Linked DNA regions of Mus musculus: region 1 is linked to region 2. Evidence: chromatin contacts called from public Hi-C data. All regions are on one chromosome and are shown on one strand. Each heading gives the region's core, a stretch centred on a gene start, on an enhancer-like site or on the middle of the called end of the contact. The rest is flanking DNA. Distances are from core to core; before and after follow the strand shown.

Region 1 (6,104 bases), core at 94-2,593, 410 kb after region 2:
AAAGCATCAAGAAGTCACAGAAACAGGAAAGAATGAGTTCAACATGGTCTTGTGTACTCTGTTCAGAGAAGGATGTCAGGAAAACCCTTCACTCTTTCTCAGATGCTTTCATGACAAGGATTTGTTTTTCTTCTAGACTGAGTAGGTCCAGAGGGAAGACATTCATGTTTACTGAAGAAGAGAGATCAGTTATTCATTAGTGACTCGGAGGTCATTTGCAAACCAATATGGGTTAACAACAAACATGCCTGGATTCCACACAGGTTCAATAAGTGGCATGAGAGGAGCCTAACGCTGATTTAATAGGCAGTGTCCCTTTGTCCTGTGTATTTCCTGTGTCCAGTGTCTCACTGTTGGTGTTTATTCATGATCAGTATAATACAGATGCTATATAGACCCTCAGAACTAGAATTCTTTTGAGAATCCCAATGAAAAAACAATTTTTGTATGTGATAATTTTACTACCCAAATCTAAAATTTAGCAATAAATTTACAATAACTTTCTTTGAGTTTGCTGGTTCCTTTCGTAAAGAATTTTGTGTTATGCACTCAGAAGGGAAAAAAAATCACCAAAACCAGCCCCATAGTTTATGTTCATTCTTACCAATGGCCCCAGCCAGCTGGGGGAGCAAGCGAGGCTTTGCTATTCTATGTGCAGGTTGTAGTTTGTAAAGATGACTTTTAGACTCATAGCCAAGGTCATTACCAAGCCATAAGTCTCCCAGCCATCTCCAACAAGCCCTGTGGGCACTGGCACAGAAGCTGGAAATTGACCTGTGAGGTTTGAACAGCTCCAGGTAATTGTCCTTCCTGGGAGACAATCTTGATTCTCTACTTCTTAAAATATTTCCTATGCTAGTTTTTAGCCAAGTAACAGATATTTGATTATCTCCACTTTTCTCAGTTGGATCACAGATGCTGGTGATGGGACAGGAAGTTAAAAGATCCCTTGCCCCTAAAAGGGTCTGTCTCAGGGAGTGGCGCAAGGTACCATGGTTATCTCCCACCTCAGAACATCGTGAGGTACACAGCTGCCCTCCTCAGACTAGAGAGGCCACCTCAGAGGAGGAGGAGAAAGGAGACGAGACGTGTTAGACACCTTTGCCCTCACAGGGAAGATGTGCTGTGTAAGCATCCTTCCCACAGCAGAGGCATCCTGTACAATCTCTTCCTCTGGGAAGAGGAGTGAGAAGAAACTTGTATGACTTTTTCCTCAGAGGGAAGAAAGTAAGCTATTCTATCCTTCTCCCTCCTCAGAGCATGTGGTGTGCTGTGCACAGCTCTCCCTCAGATGAGACCTAGTGTGATATAAACACTCCTCAGAGAGCAGAGGTGTCCTGTAGAGCTTCGTCAGACTGTGAGGTACCATTCACAGCTTCTGCCTCAGAAAGAAGCTGTGTAGAGCTTCCTTCTCAGAGGGAAGATGGTGCTGTGTAAGCTTTCTCCTCAGAGGACAGAGACGTGTGAGGTGCCATCTACAGCTTTCTGCTCAGCGCACATGGTGTGTTGTGTACAGCTTCCTCCGTGGAAGAGCAGTGGTGCCACATAAGTTTCCTCAGAGGAAGAGGGCATCCTCTGCACTTTCTTCATCATAGGAGAGAGGGTATGTACAGCTTGTCCTTGCTTGTTTCTAAAAAATTTATGTATCCTCTGTGGTTCATTGTGCATTTCCTGTAATAGTTAACTCCTACTTTACAGGATGGCATTTGCCTTAATTCTCAGGAGAACCTAAACATATCCAATGTAGACAATTAGCTGTTTGTCTATATGAAGGTTCCTATATGTAACTAATATCTGGACATTGTTATTTGTCATGTATGATTAGGCTATTACTGTTGTCCTTATTGCAATAAAGGTTAGAAAGTCCCTTTTGAAACAAGAGAGAAAGAAAGAAAGAAAGAAAGAAAGAAAGAAAGAAAGAAAGAAAGAAAGAAAGAAAGAAAGAAAGAAAGAAAACTCATTCTGCTCCAGGGGAAAGACATTTTGATGCTGAGCTGTGCATTACAGGAGTGAAACAATTTTCCTATTCAAGAAAAAAAACTGTCTTTTTCCTGTACTTTGTTAGTTAATGTAGCCAATTTTACCATCTGGAGGAATTTGAAATATATTATTTATATAAAGCTGGAAGGCACTCAAATATAGATAGACCTGATTCAACATATTTGGTGAAATAAATTCCATCTAAATTCCATGGTCTTCCATGCACATCTTTGATTTGGGGTATGTATGTATGTATATATGTATGTATGTATGTATGTATGTATGTATGTATATAATCATTATATATATGTATATATTATATATATAAAATCATTCTTATTTTTTAAGAACATGAGGACTGGAGAGATTGTTCAGTAGTTATGAATGCATACTGTACTCTCAGAGGAGCTGAGTTTGGTTCTTAGCCCACATCACATGACTTATAACTATCTATAACTCTAGCTCCAGGGGATCCAACTCAACACTTTACTGACTCCCTCTTCTAGCCTCTTTGCACACCGTATTCATGTACAAACACACACACACACACACATACACACATATACACACAGAGACAGAGAGAGACAGAGAGATGGAGAGAAGGAGAGACAGAGATGGAGAGACAGAGACAGAGACAGAGAGAGACAGACTGCCGAGTAATCTCTAGGTCCTCCTTTAGGAAGCCAACCTGCCCCCTGTTAAATGAACTCCTTGTACATTATTTCTTTCTACCATGGCTAACATTGGTCTTGCATGTTTCCCAAATGAGGGCTTAACAGTCTATACCTGCAGAAAGTGCTTAGCCTGCTCAGCTAATCTTGATTACCCAGCATCCCCTGCAACGAGAGGTGGGGAGATTGCCTTTAAGTGACTCTCCTGCTTCTCTGGAGAAGAGGAGTCGCCTATAGGACTTCCTGGAACTGCATTCATCATACCCACATTTTCCCCTCTGCTCTCATGTTCATCTTCCTAGTTTCATGACCTCTACTCTTCTTCACACACGAACGTGCACGTGTGTGTGTTAAAATATAGGATCTTGCATGAATGAAAACACATGGTGTTTGTCCTTTTGAGTCTGGTGGACTACATTTAACATAATAATCTCCAATTCCATCCCTTTTCCTGAAAATGCCGTGACTTTCTTTGTAGCCAAACAGTTCCATGGTACATACACACCATCCGTTTTGGCATTCATCTGTTGATAAACATCTAGCATGGTTCCATTTCTTAGCACATGTGAGTAGTGTGTTGACAACAAGCATGGACGTAACTAGGTCAGATATATGAAGTGGCAAAGCATGAGCACACATGGTGGAAGGATCTAGGCATCATTAGAAAATAAATGCACGGGTGGTATATTGAGCAAAGACATTGTGGTGTGAATAATACAAGAAATGAGCCAAGAAGGGAAGGATCAAGGAGCTAATGGGTATTAACCAGCTCTCCTGAAAGGGGTGGATCCTTACTGGGGGAATACACGCAGAGGTGTTTTGGGGGAAATGGGACTAGAGAATTAAGAGACAGTCCCACTGTAGGAGGTGACCCTAGAAAGGGTTCTCAAGGGAGCAGAGTGACTTCCCAAGGGTCTGGACTCTATGTAGGTAGAACATGGGGGCATCAGCATTCCTAGAAGATCTGCCATAGAAACTGCAGGTGTTTGTTAAGTGAGGAGCAGTGACGGGTCAGGGCACACAAACCATGGCTATGAGCACATAACATTAATCATTCCTACAGACCACCAGCCTGGAGGGAGACTCTGCAGGACCTAGTGTAACAAGTGAAGCTTGTGTAATTGGTGACAAAAGATCTGAAGAAAGGTAAATGAGGAGAGTCATGGGTTTGCTGAGTAACTTGGCCAGATATCACATAGAGCTCAATTAATTGTCTGTATTGTGAATGACCATCAATGTATGTATCAAGGGGCAGAGAGACTCAAATCCTTCCTAAAATATTTGTCCTTTATTTCCCATTGTACAAACTGTGGTTAAGGGTGAGCTGTTAACAGCAATTGCAGGCAGAGACTCCAGGCTGATTAATATGGAGCAAGCTACCTGGCCATCTGAACCAAGGATCAGGACTTGGACACTTACTGTGGATGGTTATCTCTACCTTGTGGCTGGAGATTTTCATAGTCCTGAAAAGGATTAGAAAACATGGTGGGCTAGGGAAAATCTCATTTGTGATTTGCCCCCACCCCCACTGTGTCACAGAAATGATTTAGCAGAGTGTTTACGTAAGAAGCTGTCCAAAGCCTTGTGGGTATAGGACAATATTGTTCACTTAGCATGAATGATATTAAACAGCCAGAAACGCTCTAGAACATATGCTTGTTTTTCTTCTAGGCAACCAGAATGACTTCAGTAGTAGCAGACAGACTTTCAAAACCTTTTGTGTTCTCACTCAGTCCTGGGTGTGTTCCCTAGGAAGGATAATGAATTCTTTAGTTTCTGGCCTTCACGGCATCAATGGCAAGTGCCTTTCAATTTGTTCCTTCACAGAGCGGGTTTTCATCTTTCAGCAGGCAATGTTTTTACCTTATGGCTTCCTTTATTCCTGAGTTTTATTATAAAAAACCTGAGCATGAACGATGGAGCCCTTTGCCATGTTCTTGCAGGTTCTGCGTGCCAATGCCCAGAGTGGTGCAGCCTGGCAGGCATTACTGCTGCAGCTGTTGTGATGACACTTTGGACCAAGTCCTTTGCTATATTTTTTGAGTTTCTAGAAATGACTGAGCAAGTGTTGAATTGCCTGAACAATCCCTAAATCACATGTTGCCTTGGGCCCCTCAATGCCTTGCCAGCCACTGCTAGATGGGAATAGTCTGATGGGATCCACAGTACCTACTTAAATGGCTACAGGGCTTCACTCTCAGGTGTGTGTGTGTTTGTGTGTCTGTCTGTCTGTCTGCCTGCCTGCCTGTCTGTCTGTGTCTGTGTGTCTGTATATGTGTGTCTGTGTATGTTGGTCTGCATATGTATGTCTGTGCCTGTGTGTGTCTGTGGTGTGTGTGTATGTGTGTGTGTGTGTGTGTGTGTGTGTGTGTGTGTGTACCTGAGAGCACAGAGATTTGCACTGAAGGTGGAGAAGGAGATGAGCTTGCAAATTTTCCAACAGTCTGCTATGTAATAAAGAAAGCACACATTGGAACACATCATTCTTTGGAATGAACAGAGCAAGGGGAGGAAGAATAATTCTGAGGTGTGGCTGTGACTCTGTGGCACCTCACCTCCCTGCTCTCAACACTGCATTCTCCATGATTTCTAGCTGCTATTAACAGCTGCCAGAGACATCCATTATCAAAAGGAGAGCAACAGTTTTTATTGTTAATATTGTTAAAGTTAGCATACAAAGCAACAGGTCACAAATAGTGTCTATGTACATCTGTCACTAAATCCTGTTCCTATTCTTCTCCCCACTAGCCCCTTCCCATTAGCTCTTGCTGACCCCCACTCTTTTCCCAGATGCCTCTCTGCTCCCATGACCTGTGAATCCCCTGCCTTTGTCCTACCTCCATTCTTAAGATCACTTCTCCCCTCATGGTCCCCCTTTTATGTTTTTATAGCCTTAGAGAAAGGAATTATGACAGCACTGGAATTCATAACTGGAGTGGATAGATATCCAGCTGCAGTGGGATAGACTTGGAGATTATGTGTAGTCAAAGAGCAATAGCTAGAGCTAGACTATTCCTCACAATCTCTTCCTGCACATGCCTTAACTATGCTGCACACTTTGAGGGTTCCCAGCCATGTTACCAGCTACTTCTCTCAAGCTCCTCCATTGTGAAGCAGACTGAAGACAGAGGCACTCTGTCTCTGCCCACAATTCTCTCCTCCTCTCCCTTATGGCCAAACTACTGAGAACAGATGCATATGGACTCAACTCTTTCTTTCCATCTCCACCTACCCCTCCACTATGTGCTGAGACCCAGGACTCTTGACTCTAGGGCATGTCCTTTTGTCCCTATTTACAGAGGAAGATACTGTGTCTTGAGGCTATCGATGTCCAGTACAGGTGGAGGCTATGGTACAGAGTCACACCCTGTGAGTCATCTCTCTGGTACCATGATCTATGCTGGATCAGCAGACCTCTGCACTCTCCCCATCACTACAGAGAAGCAAGCAGTA
Region 2 (5,751 bases), core at 464-2,963:
AGCATTTAGGAATAGGGGTATCTACCTCAAAGTGGATAACATCTTTTAGAAAAGGATGAGAAAGCCTTCCCTAACAGTGAGGCAAGGTGCATATTTCAGTGCAGCAGGCCAGAGGGAAGAGACAGTATTTTCAATAGCTCTTTAATAGACAGCAAGATATGAACACTTCCTGTATTTTTCTGCTAGCTCCCCATTACAGTCAGAGCACATCTGATAGCTCAGAGTAGTCACAGCTCGCTGGCATTCTTCCTGGTCTTTCTGGCTCCCGCTCTGGTCTGTGCTCAGAGCACAGAGTTCAAATAAACTCTGTTGATGAGAAGAATATAAGATTTCACTTTAAAAAATACCATCATGAAGAGCTTCATTTAATCTAATTCACGAGCACCAGTAGTGTGTGTGTGTATAATCAGCTATCAACGTTGCAGCTGCTTCCAAGCAAGATTGGTCATAGTTAGTGCAGAGCTTAGGGGGAACTGCTGGGACAGTTTCTTAGCTATCCTTTAAAAATCTGTGCACAGGTTGGTGTGTGTGTGTGTGTGTGTGTGTGTGTGTGTGTGTGTGTGTGTGTGTGTGTGTGTGTATCTTGATTGGTAAAGAGCTCATCTTGTGAGCATGTGAGCCTGAGTTTAAAGGATAGACATGGTAGAATATGCTTGTAATTTCAGCACCTAAGGAATGGATAGAGGCAAGTACCTAAAGGCAATTGGCCAGCCAGCCAGCTTTCATTAGTGAGCCCAAGCCAATGAGAAACCATCTTAATAAAGCCAAATAAAAGCACAGGGATAGTGCCTGAGGAACACCTGATTATTGACCTCTGGCCTCAACAGTCATACACTCACATATGTGCACCCCACCCCACACATGTGTATGCACAATTAGATCAATCTGCACATGCAAGAGGATTTCATGACCAAAAAGTCTAGAAAACACTGAATTCTTTAAAGTTCTGTTAATGGTTTGTTTCACTTGCATTTCACAGTGAATACTGGAATACTAAGTAGAGGTATTTTTAGAGAGATTTCACACTTATATGTGTTGGCTTAGATTGGTGATAGAATTTTGGGACAGATATTATGTGTCCCTCTTCATTCACTTCCGGCTGCCACAGACATCTCTGTCCTGTTCTATTACACCTGTTTTGGAAGTCCTGTTCTCTCTGCCCATATTTTATGCTTTCTAAAACAAACACCACAGACTGGGTGGCTGAGAACAATTCCTATTTGTTATCTCAGAGTTCTGGATGCTGGAAACTCAAAAACAAAAGTATAGAAGAGTCTCTCCCCTCTTGATGGTAGGGAGGGTCCTTTTCTGTCTTTTCCAACTGTGAGAGAGTTGATCCTGCTGTGTGTCTTCGGGTTGTAAGGAGGCCCTTTCTGTGAGTCTTTCAACCGTAGGGAGCATACTTCTGTGTTTCCTCCAGTTTCTAGTAGTCCTGACAACCCAGACCTTGTGTCAGCATCTCTCCAAGTTTATGTCCTCCCTGTTCCTGGCTACCTTCTCCAACTTTCTTTTCCCTTCTTATAATAAGCACAGTTGTGAGTGCCTGATTTCCACATAAGGACATGTTCTGAGAGACTTGGTTAGACAAGCTTCCTCAGCAGCCAAGATATGAAATTTGTCTAGGTATCTACTGATGACTAAATGGATATGTGCAATGTATTATTCACTCATTAAAAAAAAATCCTGTTGTTGGCAGCAACACGAGGAACCAGGCAGAACATTGTGTTAAGTGAGACAGCCAAGCAGGGAGTGTCTCAGTACGTCGAGGAAGCAGATATGTGGTGTAAATGTGGTGTAATGTTTTCCTAGCTGAGCAGAGCTCCATCTTCTCCCCTGCAGCTCACTGCCATTTTTGCTGGAAGCTTTAGGACTTGCAACTTCACTTTACTGTCCCGTTTCCTGAAAGCTCCACTAATTCCTCAATCTAAGCTTCCTGCCACTCTGACACACTCTCAGGAGCATCATGCTTTGAAAACAGAGGGCTTGATCTCACCTCACTGAATACTACCTATGTCCTCTGCTTTGTCCTCTTACAGGGCCTGAGCTCATGGAGGGCAGGGCTGTGTTGTGTCTCAGTGGCCTCCACGTGACCTCAAGCCCATGCTGCCCATCTCTGCATCTCATGGAAGGCATGCCTTACTTGACACAACAGGCAGTCCAGAGTGGCAGATGAGAACATCAATGCTGTATCTCTAGGGCTAAAACCAAAGAAGATGAAGGAGCCTCACACAGGCCTCCACTCAGGGCACCCATGGGCTGTGACATTTCTACATTATTCAGTCTCTCCACCCAGATGCCCTGCTTCCTGCTGGGTCTGGCTTAATGGGAAGGAAGCTATTTTTAAGTGTGTCCTTTCACAAAGCAGCAGCCACATCTCTTGGGGCTTCTGGTTCCTTGCCAGACAGTGGATAAAAATCCGTGTTTGGGGACAAGCAATGAGCAGGAAGTTTAGTAGTAAAAAAATGTAAAATGTCACAAGTCATTACAAACAGCAGCACCTCCACTGCTCTGTGTCCACCCTGTCAAGTGGCTAAGTGTGCACCCCCAGGGACACTTGGTCACCACAAACTTGACTCACAAAGTGATCCATTTCTGTACTCAATGGGCCTTGCAGCCTCCACACAGCAGCATGTCTGTCACCCAATCCCTTTGCAGCTTCCCTGACCCCTGTGCCTTCCCTTCACATGCCAGACTCTTCCATCCCCCTGCCGTGGCATGATGGCTACCAGGACCTCTCTGTATCTTTCCAATTCTAGAAAATGTCAATCATTTTTAAGACTACGTCAAGGTCATTTTTTTCTCTGAGGTAGCATTGGAGGTGTAAGGTGAGCCCAGACAGAGAGCAAAGGTGACCACCTCAGTCTGGTTTATATATTTTCCATGCTCTTGATAAAAGATAAAATGAAGCCATCTATTTTATAATCTCTCTCTCTCCCGCCCCCCCCCTCTCTATCAATTTTGAGGTGAGGTCACATGTAGCCTAAACATGTGTCAAACTGGATATATAGCCAAGCATGATCTTGAACTCCTGTCTCCTCTTTGCTGTGATTACAGACTGTACCACAATACCCAGGGTTTTCAGTGCAGAAGAAGAAACCCAGGGCTTGCATCATAGACAAGCACTTGTACCAGCTAAACCATATTCCCGGCCTTCTATTCATGGTTTCTGGGAAGCTACATCAATTATATGACATGTTCAGTCACAGCATCATGCTGTATGCTCTGGGGACAGACAGGGGTTTGGCTGGGGACAGAAGCTCAATCAGAACCCAATGGCTCTCCAGAGCTCACTGTGTTACATCTTTACCTGAGCTTCCTCCCCAAAGTTCTTTTCCAGTGAGCTTTTAATGTCAGCAGTACTAGAAGGCCCAGGATCCCTCCTGTCTATATCCTAGGATGTGTTTAACTCCTGCCTTGATCCCACAACAGGCATCACAGTCCTACCATTGGTCTCTCACCATTCTTGTCATGAGTGGCAGCCATTGGAGCATGTCTTCCATTTAGAGTATTCACCAATGAGGCAGAGCTGGAGTGAGATGGGGGATGGGGAGCTACGAGAGATGTGATGCCGGACTCACTGGACATAAACACAACCACAGTCCCATTGCTAAAGTATCCCTCTGTGAGGAAAAGGAAGAAATCAGGTAGGAAAAGTAAGTGGTGTCCCTTGCCACTCTCACTGTTCCTACTGGTTGGAGGAGCACAGGTTAGACCCTTCAGCAGGTCCTGTCATAGTTGGTCAAATTACCCTCCCCAGTCCAGTATCTATTGGGGAATTAACATTAAGGCATGATTAGAAATGGCCCAGATTAGGACCAGGCTGATGGTATAACCTCTCGATCCTTAGCTCCAGACCTCCTCTGAAGGGCCTGAGGGAACAGACACTGCACTAAGACGGACAGTGGCTGAGGGACTCTACTGATATGCCAGAATAAAGACCTCGGTCTGTGCTGGTGTTTTATTATTCTGCAGACCTCTCTTGGTATTCCATTCACCCGTTGCACCCCAGCAACTTGGTGTTCTTCAGCATCCTAGTAACTTGGGTGTTCTTCATGAATCCTCACTTTCTCCTAAGTCCTTCCTTGATGCAGTTGTGGCTATTAATTAAGGTCAGCCATCACCACCTTTTACTTCTTACAATCATCCCCCTCCATGGATGTCCCCTGAGGGCAGAGCCCTCTCCAGTTTATACTGGAACCAAGGCATTTGATGACAAATGTTCTATACTCCATGTTTTCAGATTTGGTCACTGGGGCCACATGATGAGCATTTGGAATGTGGCTGATGCAATTAGGAACTGACCTTCAACCATTATTTCATCCATTTTAAACTCATATCACTGTATGTAGCTAGTGACTCCCACTCTGAACATCATGGGTTTGGAGGATGAAGATGGGAATTTATATTCCACCAAATCACAGGAAAACATGCTGACTCATCCCTTTGGTGTAAGATCCCTGGATGAATCTCTTTATTAGTAATGGGGTCCAGTATTTTTAAGTAAAACAGTCCTTATTTCAAGTTAAGCTTACTGTCTTATTCAGCTAGTTCCCGATCCTGTGTGCAAAGAATCGTGTGGCAGCAGAGGAGACACTTGATTCCATCTCATGGGTGTCAGGAATGTCTTCCTGGGAGACCAAGTGGCCATTGTGCTTCTTGAGGGTCCAGGCAGTCATAGGATGGAGGAGAAAGAGGACAGGTCCAGACATCAGCTATATAGAAGAAGCTCAAAGAATCCACATGGACACAGAGCTTCAAATACAGATTGTGCCAGTGCAAGGTACTTAGATAGGAGCCCAGGACAGTCTGTGTATCTTTGTGGCTCTTAAGGGAGTGCCACACTTTAGATGACCTTTGTCAAGGTTCTCATGAGTCATGAGAGAAGTTCATGAAGATCTTTGAGAAGTGTGCAAAGGTCTTCTCTTGCTTTTGTTTTCTCACACTGAATTATTCTGACTTCCATATGGAGAATGGACTGTTATATCTGGCTAGTGTAGAATCATCTAGAGAGAATGAGCTGAAGATCTTGCTGAATGAAACCTACCTACCTCCTAACACAAGCAACAGAATAGAGCATCTGCCAGACATGCAGAAGACATGTGTGTCCTTGTAGGTGGACTTCTGTCCTCCCCTCCTGCTCTCCATCTTCTGAATACTAACATCATTAGAAAGAAGTAAGAAACCCAGAGAAGCACACACACACACATACACACACACACACACACACACACACACACACACACACACACACACACAGAGAGAGAGAGAGAGAGAGAGAGAGAGAGAGAGAGAGAGAGAGAGAGAGAGAGAGATTGAGAGAATTTGGTGGAAGGTGAATTGGGTGTGGAAATGGAGGCTTCTGGAAGCACCAAGGGATGCTGACACCAAGCTGGAAACAGCTGCTCTGGAAGAAATGCTCATACAGTGAGCTAGTGCTGCTCATCTGAATTTTGATGTCATATGAAAGGAAGGATGAGAGCATTGGGGACATCCTGTGTTTAAGGGGAAGACTGTAGGGGCAGCCTCAAAGGAAGACAAGGAGAGTAACTGCTGTGGATGGAAGAGGTCTCCTTCTAGAACACAGGAAGTGTGTGTGCTGAGTGTAGAAGGCAAAGGTAGCACAGGTGGTATCAGCATCCAGAGCATCTCTAGCAAGAGCACAGGCTGAGGAGTTAGCATGCAACTGGAAAACACAAGGTGAAGACACAGCAGAAGGAAAGGAGACATGCTTCCGAGTCCTCAGTGCTCTCC

What was found. A called contact is a pair of places that touch in the nucleus more often than the background predicts.
Region 1: a contact with region 2 is called in a Hi-C map of cortical neurons, with 1.8 times the contacts expected there. The contact joins two enhancer-like sites. A contact is called at or near these places in 4 of 484 Hi-C or Micro-C datasets (cortical neurons, embryonic stem cells and uterus), 3 of 115 datasets of contacts at active chromatin or transcription factors (SST interneurons, VIP interneurons and neural stem cells) and 1 of 9 other capture datasets (embryonic stem cells).

The regions. Positions count from the first base shown.
Region 1 is chr5:27,473,823-27,479,926 of GRCm38.p6, forward strand. The region is part of intron 5 of Dpp6 (dipeptidylpeptidase 6); the gene reads left to right. Among named protein-coding and RNA genes, the nearest start is that of Gm52769, 23 kb to the right of the region's middle. Within about 2 kb of position 1,344, at least 5 of the 459 cell types and tissues checked have an H3K27ac peak or open chromatin away from gene starts, as enhancers often do. A contact at or near this core is called in SST interneurons and cortical neurons, where this site is marked.
Region 2 is chr5:27,066,803-27,072,553 of GRCm38.p6, forward strand. The region is part of intron 1 of Dpp6 (dipeptidylpeptidase 6); the gene reads left to right. Among named protein-coding and RNA genes, the nearest start is that of Dpp6, 20 kb to the left of the region's middle. Within about 2 kb of position 1,714, at least 13 of the 459 cell types and tissues checked have an H3K27ac peak or open chromatin away from gene starts, as enhancers often do. A contact at or near this core is called in SST interneurons and cortical neurons, where this site is marked.